Regions from separate parts of the Mus musculus genome. Here region 1 is linked to region 2. The links are chromatin contacts, called in public promoter capture Hi-C maps. All regions are on one chromosome and are shown on one strand. Each heading gives the region's core, a stretch centred on a gene start, on an enhancer-like site or on the middle of the called end of the contact. The rest is flanking DNA. Distances are from core to core; before and after follow the strand shown. Region 1 holds the start of Phka1 (phosphorylase kinase alpha 1). Region 2 holds the start of Ogt (O-linked N-acetylglucosamine (GlcNAc) transferase (UDP-N-acetylglucosamine:polypeptide-N-acetylglucosaminyl transferase)).

The links. Capture Hi-C pulls out chosen DNA fragments and counts their contacts.
Region 1: a contact with region 2 is called in a promoter capture Hi-C map of adipose tissue. The contact joins the promoter of Phka1 here to the promoter of Ogt in region 2. A contact is called at or near these places in 1 of 39 promoter capture datasets (pre-B cells) and 1 of 9 other capture datasets (adipose tissue).

The regions. Positions count from the first base shown.
Region 1 is chrX:102,638,873-102,645,558 of GRCm38.p6, reverse strand. Phka1 (phosphorylase kinase alpha 1) reads left to right here and starts at 1,313. Exons shown (of 33, transcript NM_008832.2): 1 at 1,313-1,712; 2 at 3,180-3,338; 3 at 6,431-6,478. The coding sequence starts at 1,635.
Region 2 is chrX:101,638,141-101,644,801 of GRCm38.p6, reverse strand. It overlaps Ogt (O-linked N-acetylglucosamine (GlcNAc) transferase (UDP-N-acetylglucosamine:polypeptide-N-acetylglucosaminyl transferase)), which reads right to left and starts at 4,751. Exons shown (of 22, transcript NM_139144.4): 1 at 4,480-4,751; 2 at 1,646-1,826; 3 at 612-855. The coding sequence starts at 4,516.

The sequences.
Region 1 (6,686 bases), core at 64-2,563, 1.0 Mb before region 2:
TTGAAGGGGACCAGGGTAGAGAAAAAGGTTTCTGAGCCTATAGTCTGAGTGAGGGCAAGATATCAGGGAGTTAGGGGCATAGGCAGGAGGGTGTTCTCTCCAAACCGAACTCCCTTTCCCAGTGTACTAAGGACATGAAGTGCTGTACTGGCCAGCCATCGCATTTGCGTAGGTTGTGACTGCAATGGGAAACTATTTGCTGGAGAAGTCCGTGCCACTGTGTTGAACTGCATCATTGACTGGCTGTTCAACCTGAGCACTTGAGCACTCACCTTTCATCACCATTATCAGATATTCACTAGTCACCTTCCAAGGTGCCTGACTATACGCTATACTGCCTGAGGAAGAAGCTGCAGCAGAGACAAAGGTGGCAGTGGCGCAGAGGCAGCTTGTAAGAAGAGAAGAAACTTAGGAGAGGAAAAAAAAAATAGAACGAAAATGCAAAATCACTGTGGGCAGAGTGAGGTGGCCAAGGAAGGCTTAGATTTAGAACTTGAAAGGTCAAGAGACAGTCTTATTCTCTTACCCGGCAAATCAGAAAGCAGGTGGTACTCCTGCTGAGCCCAGAAGAAGTTTGGGAGGGCTATGAGTAAAGGTTAGGGGTTGGGACAGTAGAGCTCGGAAGCATAAGCCCTTTGGGGACCGCCTGCCAGAGGCAGATTCCTCAAGCTCCTCACTGTATCCTCGGCAGCCTTCTTCCCCAGCCCTCCTCAGTCACTTTAATTTCAGCTGAATGTTTGTTCTTTGGGCCTAGTCACCTATACTTTACGAGGAAGCTTTCCAAAGCAGATAACTCCCACTGTCAGCTGTCCCATCAAGAGCACCCTCAGCCACTGCTTGGCTCCCTATTCTGCTCTCAGCCTGCCTGACACTTGCTTCCTCAAAGCTCCCTAACCGCTGCGGATTCGCGCATCTTTAAGGAGGAGCTAAAGAACTCCTTAGGGAGCTGGGGGTTTTTGTTTGTGTGTTTATTTGGTTGGTTGGTTGGTTGGTTGGTTTCAGAGTGTGGCGCTTAATCCGACTTTTTGCTCCTGAAGATCCGGAAATGGAATCGTTCAGTCCCAGTCTCTCAGTTTTGAAGAGTTCCTGAGGGTTCCTAAAACTAGTCCTTCAGAAGTAAGAGCAACAGCCTGTGCGCACAACCGTGCAAAATTAAAATAGTCACTTGTAGTGTTTCGAAAATAACTCCCCCGGGGGGGCGGGGAGAGCACAGCGCCTCGGGCGACACATTCTGGGCGGAGGGTGGCGGGCTACTGGCCCGTGGGCGTAGCGCGCAGCTGCAGGACCCACGCCCCGCCCCCGCACGCTCGCCAAGGGAGGCGGCACCCGGGGCGCTGACCCGCTGCTGTCGCCGGCCTTCAGTCTCAGGGCCGCCCCGGTCTCCTTCAGTCAAGCGGAGGATGCCGGTGCGCCACCCGGGGACCACGGGAGACTGAGTGGAGACGGGGTCTTTGCCGGCCGAAGCCTAGACCGCGGGAGGCTGAGCCGCGGCCTGAAGTGGACTCTGAGGCCGCCGGAACCAGGTGACGCGCGGGAACCATTGGCCACACGAGCAAGGGAGCGTTTAGAAGGTTTCCGTAGGCCTGGCGTCCGAGCTTCCCGTGTGTGCAGTGGGGGATTAGGGACGTGGCACCATGAGGAGCCGCAGTAACTCGGGAGTCCGCCTGGACGGCTATGCTCGGCTGGTGCATCAGACCATCCTGTGCCATCAGGTAAGTGTAGGTAAGGGTGAAGTGTGAGCTCCGGACACTGACTCTGGGTGAACCCTGAACGCATTTGTCTCTGGAGAGACCTTAAAGGATCCCGAAGGAAAGTTGCATGTTGAACTTGGAGTAAAATCAAAGTGTGGCATGGAGAATCACAATCCCCCACCCTCGACCCCTCTGCAGTGATTCCAGAGTGATGGTTTCTGAGCTCAGACAGAATGCCACCCCTTCCCCCAACTCCCCACCCTCCCAACTATGGCAGGATTCCAGGGACAGAGTTTCAAGAAATAACACTTTTTTATTGCCCTCACCCCAGGTTTGGGCCATCTACTTCCACTCCACTTCCCCAAAGATGTATGAGAACATAGAGCATCCTAAGAGACCTTAGACTACTGTGAAGGTCAAGGCACTTTGTACATACTTTTAAACAGTTTTGCACAGTGGCTCAGGCTGGCCTTGAACTTGGGATTTTCCTGCCATAGCCTTCACAGTTTGGACAACAGACCACAAGCCAGTGGGTTTTTTTGTTTGTTTCCTAAGCCGTTGTTGTTTTATTTCTTCCTTTGTTGAGAGGATTTTACCTTGTAGCCCATGCTGACCTCAAACTCCCCATCCTCGAGCTTCATCTCCCCATTGCTGGGGTAACAGGTATGCGCCACTGCACCTGGTTTATATGTGCTCTTTGGAGTTGTTGGTTTTTGAAACCAAGTCTGTCTTTGTAGCCCACGATGGCCTGAAACTCACTATGTAGCTGGCCTCGAAGGAGCGTCAGTCTGGAGAATTATAGGCTATAAGGCACTGCACCTGGCTGTATATATTTCTAGATTTCTTTCCTACTCCTTTACTTCAGACTTTTCGTTGCTAGTTGAATTTAACTTTTATATTTATTTTTCTTTTAAAATGCACTTAGTGGCATCCTTAGTACTACATTTGATAATACCCCTAATAATGCCTTTATTTTAATAATACCTGTGTTTTGGACTTGTAAGCTTTCAGCCAGCTCTTTCCTTATTCTTAAGATAGTGCATGGAAATAGAAGAAACTTTCTCATCTCATATAAATATGTTCTGCAATGCTGATTAGCAGCAGTAGCAGCACACTGACTAGTCCATACTACTTTATTATATATATATATATAGTTGAAACTTGCTGAGAGAGGAGATCCCTCCTATCAAAAAGTGAGGTAATAGATGTATTAACTTGATTGTCATTTCACAGTACATTCATGTATGTATCAAATCGTCATGTTGTATACAGTAAATATGTACAGCTTTTATTGTCAGTTATAACTCAGTAAAGCTGGGGGATAGTATCTACCTGCAACTGGTTAAAAGAGAAGAAAGGTCGAAAATTTGAGAATGGGGAAGTAGGAGAAAGACTAAAGTTTCTAAGTAAAATATTCCCTAGATTTTGTTCCCTTTAACATTCTGAGGTTAGTTGCCTGTCCTCTCTCTCTCTTAATTGATCTTGCAGAATCCAGTGACAGGCTTGCTTCCAGCCAGCTATGATCAAAAAGATGCCTGGGTCCGAGATAATGTGTACAGTATCCTGGCTGTGTGGGGTTTGGGCCTGGCATATCGCAAAAATGCTGACCGTGATGAGGACAAGGCAAAGGCCTATGAACTGGAGCAGGTAATCAAAACAAAACTATACAGAGATGTGGGGCTCTGTGTGGGTGTAATGGGGGAGCAGGAATTGAAGGAAAAATAGCCCTTGTGCCACCTTGCTCAAATTGCATTCTATAAGGTTTTCCTACTATTGTATCTGCAGTGGGTTTGGTTTGGTCTGATGTGGTCTGCTCTGGTTTGGTTATTGTGGTGGAAACTTGAAAACTATAATTCAGGGAAGAGGGCTCAGACTATTTATTACTTTACTTTTGAAAATCCTACTTGGATATATTTCCCAAGATTAATAATTCTCTAAGTGTATTTTCAGGTTCTACCATTTTATTTTCATTGCAAGGAATATTTGGGAGCAAATGTGTATTATTTTATTTCTCTCTCTCTCTCTCTCTCTCTCTCTCTCTCTCTCTCTCTCTCTCTCTCTCTCCCTCCCTCCCTCCCTCCCTCCCCAAAGTGTACTATTTTATCTCCCCCCTCTCTCTTTTGAAAATAATTGTGGTATCTGTATGAGTGGACCTGACAGATCAACAGGTTTTCTTCATTAGACAAAAATAATGACTTCGTTGATCTTTATAACTATGACCACAATTTTAGAGAGCCTGTTGCCTGGGGTCAAATTGAGGTCAGAGTCAGCAGATGACTTTAAGCCAACTTTTAAGGCACCTTCCCCTCAATAAATTAGTATCCTTTCTAGAACTTCTGAACAGAAAGGAACTACTTCATCTTAAGTGTTTAAAAAGGCAATCATTTGGCATCATTTGAATTACACAAGACCTTTAATGATAAAGTACTATGCTAGTTGTAAGTATACGTAGATCTTTTCCCATTAGTGAGAAGGAGCCTTACCACAGCAGCTGTTTCTCCTATCGTCTTCCTTGAACTTAAGAAATCTGAGCTCCACTTCTGATTTACAAATCAGGTTATTGGGATCTGGTTATTTTTAAAAGCAGCAACATATTCAGAAGTTGTTCTTGGGAGTGGGACAAGTCTCACTGTATTATCTTCAGCATCAGTAGCCATTTGGAATTCCTTCAAGCCATTACTGAGAGATACAAAAGAGTTTTTGCTCTAGTGAAGCAAGTACAGACTTTTATAGAAATAATGCCATAATAGAAATTTGGAAGACATAGAGTGTATTTTTTTTTAAGAAAACCTCTCTAGTCCGATATCCTATCCTGAATGTTTTGCTGTTTTGATCTCAGTTGTTTGTTCCTTGTTTTGATTTGCTATACATTAATATCAGAATAACTTCAGTTATGTGCCTGATATAATTTGATCAAAAATTTTCAGTATTATAAGAATAAATCTGTTGTTCCATCATTCATTGGAATTACTTGGAAAGCTTTTCATCGATATCCTAACTGGATAGACCTCACTTTAAAACAGTTTAAGTAAGAATTTAAAAATTATATCCATGAGCACTGGTCTTTTTCAAATTACCTAGGTGATTCTGATAATGTGCTGAGATAATAACCGATGTAAAACTAGTAAGTGAACATAGATTAAGTCCAATACATCCACAGATTAAATTTCTACCTGCTGCCAACTTGCCATTACTGTGTGGATTTCCCCCAAAGCATTGTTAGTCATTTATATACCCTTTCTTCCAACTCTCGTTTTTGCTTCTCTTTCATAAAATCAGAAAACCAATAAGAATAGCAGATGGAAATAAGAAATGGGTTTAACTAACTTCCTTAATCTATATTGTAAATAGAATTATACACAAATATATATTTACAGATTCCCTCCTTTCTTGATCACATAGATAAAAAACAAGTCTCAGGGCTGGAGAGATGGCTCAGTGGTTAAGAGCACTGACTGCTCTTCCAGAGGTCCTGAGTTCAAATCCCAGCAACCACATGGTAGCTCACAACCATCCGTAATGAGATCTGATGTCCTCTTCTGGTTCATCTGAAGACAGCTACAGTGTACTTATTTATAATAATAAATAAAAGAATATTTAGGCCAGAGCAAGCAGGGCCAACTGGAGCAAGTGGGGTCGACCGGAGTGAGTGGGGTTGACTGGAACGAGCAGAGGTCCTAAAAAAATTCAATTCCCAGCAATCACATGAAGGCTCATAGCCATCTGTTCAGCTACAGTGTACACATATACATAAAATAAATAAATCTTTAAAAAATGTCTTATAGCTATAAAAATAAACACTCAGGCAGATCACCATCTCTTTGGCTGCCCCCACTTCTGGTTCTTAGTTTCTTCTCTTTGTATTGTCTCTCATCTGTTTCTCATGGGTTTTCCATTACCTTTTTAGGAATGATTTCCAGCTCTCTTCCTTTAGCTCTGACCTCAGTTGAGATCCAAATGCCAGTTTTTATGTCTCTTCTTACTAGTTTTCCCTGTGTGTCCTGTGGTTCTTTAAACTCTGTGTGCCTGAGAGCCCACCTTTCCAAGTAAAACACAATACAACACTGTACGAAACAGTAGTAACTTGCCACTGTGTTTCTCTTAACAGTGTTCTTAATTTACAGTCGCCCTCACAGTATTACTTGGAAAATTTTCTCATAGTATGGTCTGTGGAACACAAAGATGACTTAAGATCTTCTAGACTGTAAAACAGAAAGATTTGTAGAGAATTGGGGAAGCTGTTCCATGCTGTGATGTTCTAAAACATACTCCCTACTCATGCCAGGTGTGCATGAGATGTACACATATACATATAATCAAAACACTCATACAGATGGAATGAAAAAATGAGTCTTTAAAAATAAAATGAGATTTTAACTAAGAAGATGCCATCAAGGCTAGAGGGCATATACTGGCGGAGCCTTAGAGCCCGGGGAGTGAGCTAACTTGCGCCTTTTCTCTAGGTGGATTCTCAACTATTAGATGGTTGGCTCATTTTTAGGTAAAAGTGCCTTAGAGTTTTTATATTAGTACTTAAATTCAAGGGATCATAAAGCATGGCTTTTGATTTAACTTTTAGCTGCAGTCTGTTTTGTGTGCCTATAAAGTAAATGCCATGCAAGTAGAGCCCAGGATAGGGTTACTAGTTCTCAAAGGTCATGTACTGACCGAAGCTGCTGAATAAGTGTTCTTGTATCTCGGTATGTTTATAACCGTCTGGTTTCCATTTATTTTTGCAGAGTGTAGTGAAGTTAATGAGGGGACTGCTGCACTGCATGATCAGACAGGTATGGCACTGGTAACAACTTCTGATAAAACATAACATCTTAATGATGCTTATAACCTTTTATTCAGATTCACAAATTGTAGTCTCTAATTTTAGAAGGTTCAGAACTCTGGGATGGGCATGGTACACAGACCCTGTTACAACTAGAATTATTTCCTTTCAGTCTTTTTCCTCCCCTTATGAATGATTTTTCTCAAAAAGAATCATTA
Region 2 (6,661 bases), core at 3,502-6,001:
GGGTAGGAGCACCTGACTGCTCTTCCAAAGGTCCAGAGTTCAAATCCCAGCAACCACATGGTGGCTCACAACCATCCATAACAAGATCTGACTCCCTCTTCTGGTGTGTCTGAAGACAGCTACAGTGTACTTACATAAAATAATAAATAAATCTTTAAAAAAAAAAAAAAATCACGTGTGTTAAGTTTTAATTAGCATTAGAAATAACTGGTCAGACTTTTTGGTAAGGATAATTTTTATGCTTTTGTTTTGTTTTGTTTTTTCGAGACAGGGTTTCTCTGTGTAGCCTTGGCTGTCCTGGAACTCACTTTGTAGACCAGGCTGGCCTTGAACTCAGAAATCCGCTTGCCTCTGCCTCCCAAGTGCTGGGATTAAAGGCATGCGCCACCACCGCCCGGCATTTTTATGCTTTTTAACTTCCTAAATAGAATCGATTTTTTTTTGATGTCATGCAGACTAAGTCAAAGCTATTTCATCATTTCAAGTATATAAACATCTCTCTCAACTCTTGACTTTCATGAAAAAAACCCCTATTATCTGAAGTATCAAACGATGCTTGTTTGTTTTCTGGAGTGCTGTGAAAGGAAAGCAACTAATAAACGTTTACTTACAGGATTGTACTGAAGAGCAGAGACATAGGCTTGTACTGCTCCTTCCATGTCACCTGCTGCTACCAAGGCTGCTGCCAGGTTAATATAACCATCAATGAAATCAGGCTTCAGCCGCAAGGCATGTCGATAATGCTCGATTGCTTCCTGCAACTGCCCTCTTTCCTTGTACACATTTCCCAAATTCGAATAGGCTTCTGCTAGAAGGGGATTCTGTTTAATTGCCAAGGTGCTAAAATGAGCAGATCTGGAAAAATAAAAAGTGTTGATGCATGGATATGCATGTCAGAGAAAAGGAGGCATGGCTCATATGCAATGGAAAATCTTGTGCTATGGAACATTATCCTTTAACTAGCAAACAGCAGAAAAAAGTTTGAAAACTAAAACTTTCCTAAGGTTACAGTATCCACATTTCATATAAGAAAGCTGGTTCTTATGTATGAAAATTCTTATTAAAATCTACTACCAAACTGCCACATTGTATAACATCATTAAGATTAAAAATAAAAAGCATATGAGTCTCATTTTCCATTTGTTGGCAAGATTTAAAGACACAACCCTGTTTCAGAAAAAAAAAAGATTTAAAAACACACATCTTCATGTTAAATGTGCCAAAATGATAATTTACTAAGATATCCATAGCACAAATTCTTCTCTTTTCATTAATTCAATTAATTAGCTAAAAGCAACAACAATTTAATAAGGGTATTTCCAATCTGAGCTACATATGCCCCTCCTACCAGAGTCCCTCAAGCTGACAGGTCTGGATGCTCAGATGTACACTAAGAATAATTACCTGAAAAGAATATCCTCAAGTGACAAAATCTGGGGGAAAAGACCCTAGTCATACTGATGATATGTTCACCCCCGCAAAACGGGGGAAAACTAGCAACCAGGCATGTCAAAAGTGAACAAGAGCGCACATGTTGCGTTGGTGGCTCAGATGAAACCCAGCACTGGAAAACTCTGAAGTTCAGATATTTAATTAGCATTTTTAAGCTCAGCACCAAGAGGCAGGTTACCCCGGCATCTCCTACCTGTCCAGCCTTCGACACTGGAAGTGTATAGATGAAAGTAATAAAAGAACACCAGTATTGTCAGGCTCTTGTCTCCAGAGCTGCATGCAGTGTCTCTCAGCTGCCTCAAAATCTCCTGCCTGATATTCTCGATGTGCCAACTCAGCTAACCCTTGGAAGGAAAGCATACGTTTCGTTGGTTCTGGAGAATCATCAAAACATTTGAGGGAAGGAGGGGGGAAAACAAAAGTTAGAAATGCAAACCAAAAAATGTAAAAATATGGTAAATTAAACTTAAAGATGAAAATGCTTGAAACTATGTAAAGCACCAGAGTGTTCTGCATTTTATTTAAAACCCAGTCTACAGAATTGATCTCTTTCAAATCTGCCCATTGTTAATGCTTCCTTTTCTAAACCCCATAGTAATATTGACTTCCAGAAAAGATTCCTTTCTTACATTTTGTACTTTTTCTTACAAATCATAGGAAGATTCACTAAAATCACTAAACTTAGTATACTGACACAAAACATTAAACATGAAATCTGCAGAAGTTACAAGGATTTATTGTCAGAATAACCTATCGCTTAACAATACTTCATCTCACATTTCAAGGTGGAGTGTATTCTAACTCTCTCGGTGTGGGTGGGGACACCAGGTGTCTCTTTAACTCTTTATATTGATGTTTGTGAGTTTTACAGCTTTCTTTTTTAAAAAGAGCCAGCCTAAAGAAACCGGCTGAAAGCCAAAGAGTTACTTTTAAAGCAAGCAGCTGATAAACAAGATGACTTAGCAGTCAAGGGCTAAAGCATTTCATAATGGGTTCGCCAAACATTTTAAACAAAAAACCCAAACGTTGTTCCTCTTCTGGAGAGGACTCAGGAGCCCAAATTAGCTAAATCCCACCCACGCTGCCTTACATTTTCTGCTGTGTTCATGGCTCTCACAGAAGTACTAAGACATTAAAAACAACCCTATTCAATAACCAGGCAACAATCTACAATTGGAAAAGCTTTTAAATGCTGCAATAATATAAAACACGGGATAAAATATAATAAATAACAAAAAATGCTTTTGTTCTGAAGGACTTGATTTAGTTAACATAATAAAAGCCAAAATCCAGGTGCTCGCCTAAGGCTCGGCTGTAAACATTTATCTCCACAATAATTCATTATTAGGAATTCAAGGATAACACTCTAGAGATTAGAATGGGAAACCACAGACCTGGTACTTAATTTTAACCAAGGTCATGGGGACAAGCTCAAATTTGAGCCAGGCTTTCCCATACCAGAGCAATTTCTGCACAGCTAACCACAAAAACAAAGACCAAAAATATTTGTGTCCAAATCTGAGGTTGGAGCTAGAAGATCAACTAGAAAATTACATGTTAGACAAGAACGTAGCACTTTCTAGCTCCTAAATTTAGCACATTACCTATCACTTTCCAAAGTCACATATCTGCTCTTTTAATACTGGAAATGACCATTTCTTCAAATAAAGTTAACAGTCAGAAAAGAGCAAGTTCTTACAAAAACCTACGACAGAATCTTACATTTTTGAAAATCATGATGGGGAAACAGAAAGGTGGAAATCTTGATCCCATTCCCATCTATTAAGGATGAGATACTATTTTAGAGTCATCTATTTATCTCACAATATTCAAAATCGTCAACTAAAACCTAGACACTGAGAAACAATAACCTCTCGGGAACCTTAGAGCTGCAGCCTGGTTCCCCATCCCCTCCCGCCCCAAACAGCCTCAATCTGGAAAGGCAGTTGAAGGACACTCCTACAATTTGGTTGTTTTCTTATTTTCTGTAGCAAAGGCTTGGAGATGCATCGTTGAAAAGAGGCAACCGCTTTGCACTTGTGCAGCTACACTCCAGTTGCTTTACAAACTCTTCAAGCAAGGATGGAAACTTAAAAAAGAAATAATAATGCACACCCTATGGATAAAGAGATACTGGGCTAAAGAATGGGGATGAAAACCCAGAGGCCATGGCGGAGGAATACATAGAGAAAGTAACACAAAGAAAGAGAATTAGGAGGGCGGGCAGGGTGGTCGCCGCCAAGCAACACACCGAGGTGGTTTCTTCCCTGAGGATAAGAAACGACTGTCGGGCTGGCACGTTCGCAGAGGAAGGGTGTGGTTGCAACAAGCAGGGAGGGCTGACCAGGGTAGGAAACTCCGTACTGGGGCAGCGGGTGCAATTGGGTGATGGCTAAGAGAACCCCTGGAAATTTCCAACCTAAATCGGGGCCGCTCAACCCAAGAACACAAGGCGCTGCCCCGGCGGGGTGCGGGCTCAAGTAGCTCTTCTTGGTGCTACTTGGAAGCACACCGAGGAGCCTTCGCTAGTCATGCCTGATGCAAAGTGAGGCTAGGATTACACCGAAATAGCATCCCCGCCCTAGCCTGGCAAAGGAGGACCAAATGTGGCTAAGGGAAAGGGGCTTTGGGGAGGAGGTGGAAGCGCACGGGAGGGAGCGACGGGCTGAAATTGAGGGAGAAAACAGTTGCGACGGGAGACAGAAATTGCAGAGATTCCAATGCAGCCCATTCCAAGACACACTAAGCGCGCACGTGTGCTATAGATTCGTCCCGAGAGAGAAGGCTACAACACTGATGGGATAAAGCAACAACGAAAAAGCCCCCAAAGCAAGCAAAATGCAAGCAAGCAACTAGAGAATGTTTACGAACGGACGGCAGCACCAAACCCGATCAGATAGCAGTAGAACTCGAGAGCTCAGTAATGCCACTGATGTAATGGGGATGGTCAGAGGGAAGTAATGAAAGATACAAGACGGCGCCAGACCCCAAAGGGACGTCTGCCAGAGTAGAATGGGACACTAGTACCTGTACTGTCGGCCACGTTGCCCACGGAAGACGCCATCTGGAGCTTCTTGAGATAGAACAAGGGGTAATTGACTTCTACTGCCGCCACTACTGACAAGAATGGTTCTAGAAGTAGCAGAAAAAAGGCAGCAGCCGTATCAGTGTTTTGAAGGGCTCAGGGGGCGGCACAGAATACTGAACTCGAATCTTAGGAACTCTTGGTAGACATCTACCTCTCACTGTCTTGAAATGGCGGCGAGGGCTCCTCGACCGAAACAACACAAGCCGGAACTACTTTCTGTTATAATCAAGTACCCCGCGGAGGTAGCGCGTAACAAGACTACCGACCAAGTGACTGTAATCAAAGTCATTTGCTCTTACGTAACCTTCCGCCCAAGGTCCATTGCGACAAACATGACTGTAGAGAGCGCATGCGACAACCCTGTCTAGGCAACTCCGGGTTAAGGGCTCCCTATGGGGCAAGAGCCAGCAAGTTTTTAAGAGCAAGGCGGAAGGGCAAAAAACGCCCGTCGATTACTTTTTTTTTTTTTTTTTTTTTTTTTTTTTTTGGCAAGCGCTAAAGTACGAGTCTACTACCTGGTCAGTGATGTCGATGTTAGAATGTCAGAGCGTCTAGAAAAGTTTAATTAACTCCATTCAACAGAAAAGGGTAGTTTACACGACCAACGTGTTAGTTCTAAGCAAGTAAACGCGAATATTTGCGTTTCAGAGACGGGGCTGTTCAAAACAATGGGGGAGCCGGTTCGATTTGAATGCTTTTTGATTCAGACTCCACCCATGAATTTAAGTACTTTGATGAGAAAAACGGACAGTCTCCCTGAGCTGAGTGAACCCAAATGTGTTCGATTTGAACCATATAACCCTAAAATTCAAAATCGTTTGTGAGATTCGGGATGGTAACAGGGTAAATGCTAGGAGTTTGCATGTCAAAAGCAACCACAGAAATGTTAAAGAGGATGCCTTTTTCCTCAAAATTCCTGATCCTGAATTGTGACCTTGTTTCGTCAGAATCATTAAGGACTGCAAATGCCTTGGAGCTTAAGGCAATTCAACAAAGCAAACTGTGTTCCTTTGCCTTCTTCCTAAACCACACAACTACAATGAATTTCCAATTGCCTTCCTTTGACAAAACAGCTCTTTGGATCCTCTTACGGTTTCAAGCCCAGTGTTTGGACATTTTTGTCACATTGTTATTAATTTATATTTCCTGCCTTGTTCCTTGACAGTTTTAAGACACGTCACTAAGTGATTATTACAAGCCACTGGGGACTACAGTTAGCTCTCTTAGAGTCTTTCCGTTTCAAAACTCTTTGATCTAGGAAAAATTAGTGAGCTTGTGTAAAAATGTTTGCTGTCTAGCTCCTTGGTGAAATAAAAAACAAATCCTCAAAGGCTGTTTCAGTTTCTTGAGATTGCCAAACAACCTATGAACTTTGGATTATGAGTGCAGAAAAAGTTGATAATATTGTTCATTTCTTCTGCCCCACAGAACCACAACATGTAGTAAAAAAGAAAGCTTGCCATTCAAACTCTCCTGGATATTGATTGGCCTTATCTTTTCATTTGATACACCTGGCAAGCCCCAAACCCACCAAGTGATCCACCTTTGTTGAAAGAACTCAGCTTTTCCTCATTAAGAAAGGCAACTCAGATTCTACTAGCAGATGTTTAGGCCTTCTTGATTAGTGCGTGATAGTTAATTAAGTAAAAAGTCGTTAAATGTCAGGTCATGCTCCCAGTCGGACAGCTATTTGACTCATAGAAAACTGATCTGGGGTTCCCTCATCTGAAAGGAGTCTCACGCTGCTATGAAAAAATTGGATTGTGAGGCTCATGTAGCTCAGGAAGGAAAACTCCTTCAAGGAATTGGTCCAGGAGCCTCCAATAATAGGATCTTGGAGGTTTGGTTCCAGGGATTTACCAGTCAAGCCTAACTTCTTCAGCCAACAAATTAACATTTACTAAAATCTCTATATCCGAGGCACTGTGGCAAACATAAAATGAAAAAGACAAACTCTTTGCCCTCAAGGAGTTCCAATATGCTTAGGTAGACCCAAAATGCTGCTTAATAAGAATACCGAGGGTTATTTTAATGAAGCCCATTTGATCTATTGTCTGGAAAGGGAACCTCAGACTAGAGGGGGTCTGAAGACAGAGGCTGGTACTGGGCAATGCGGGGAGT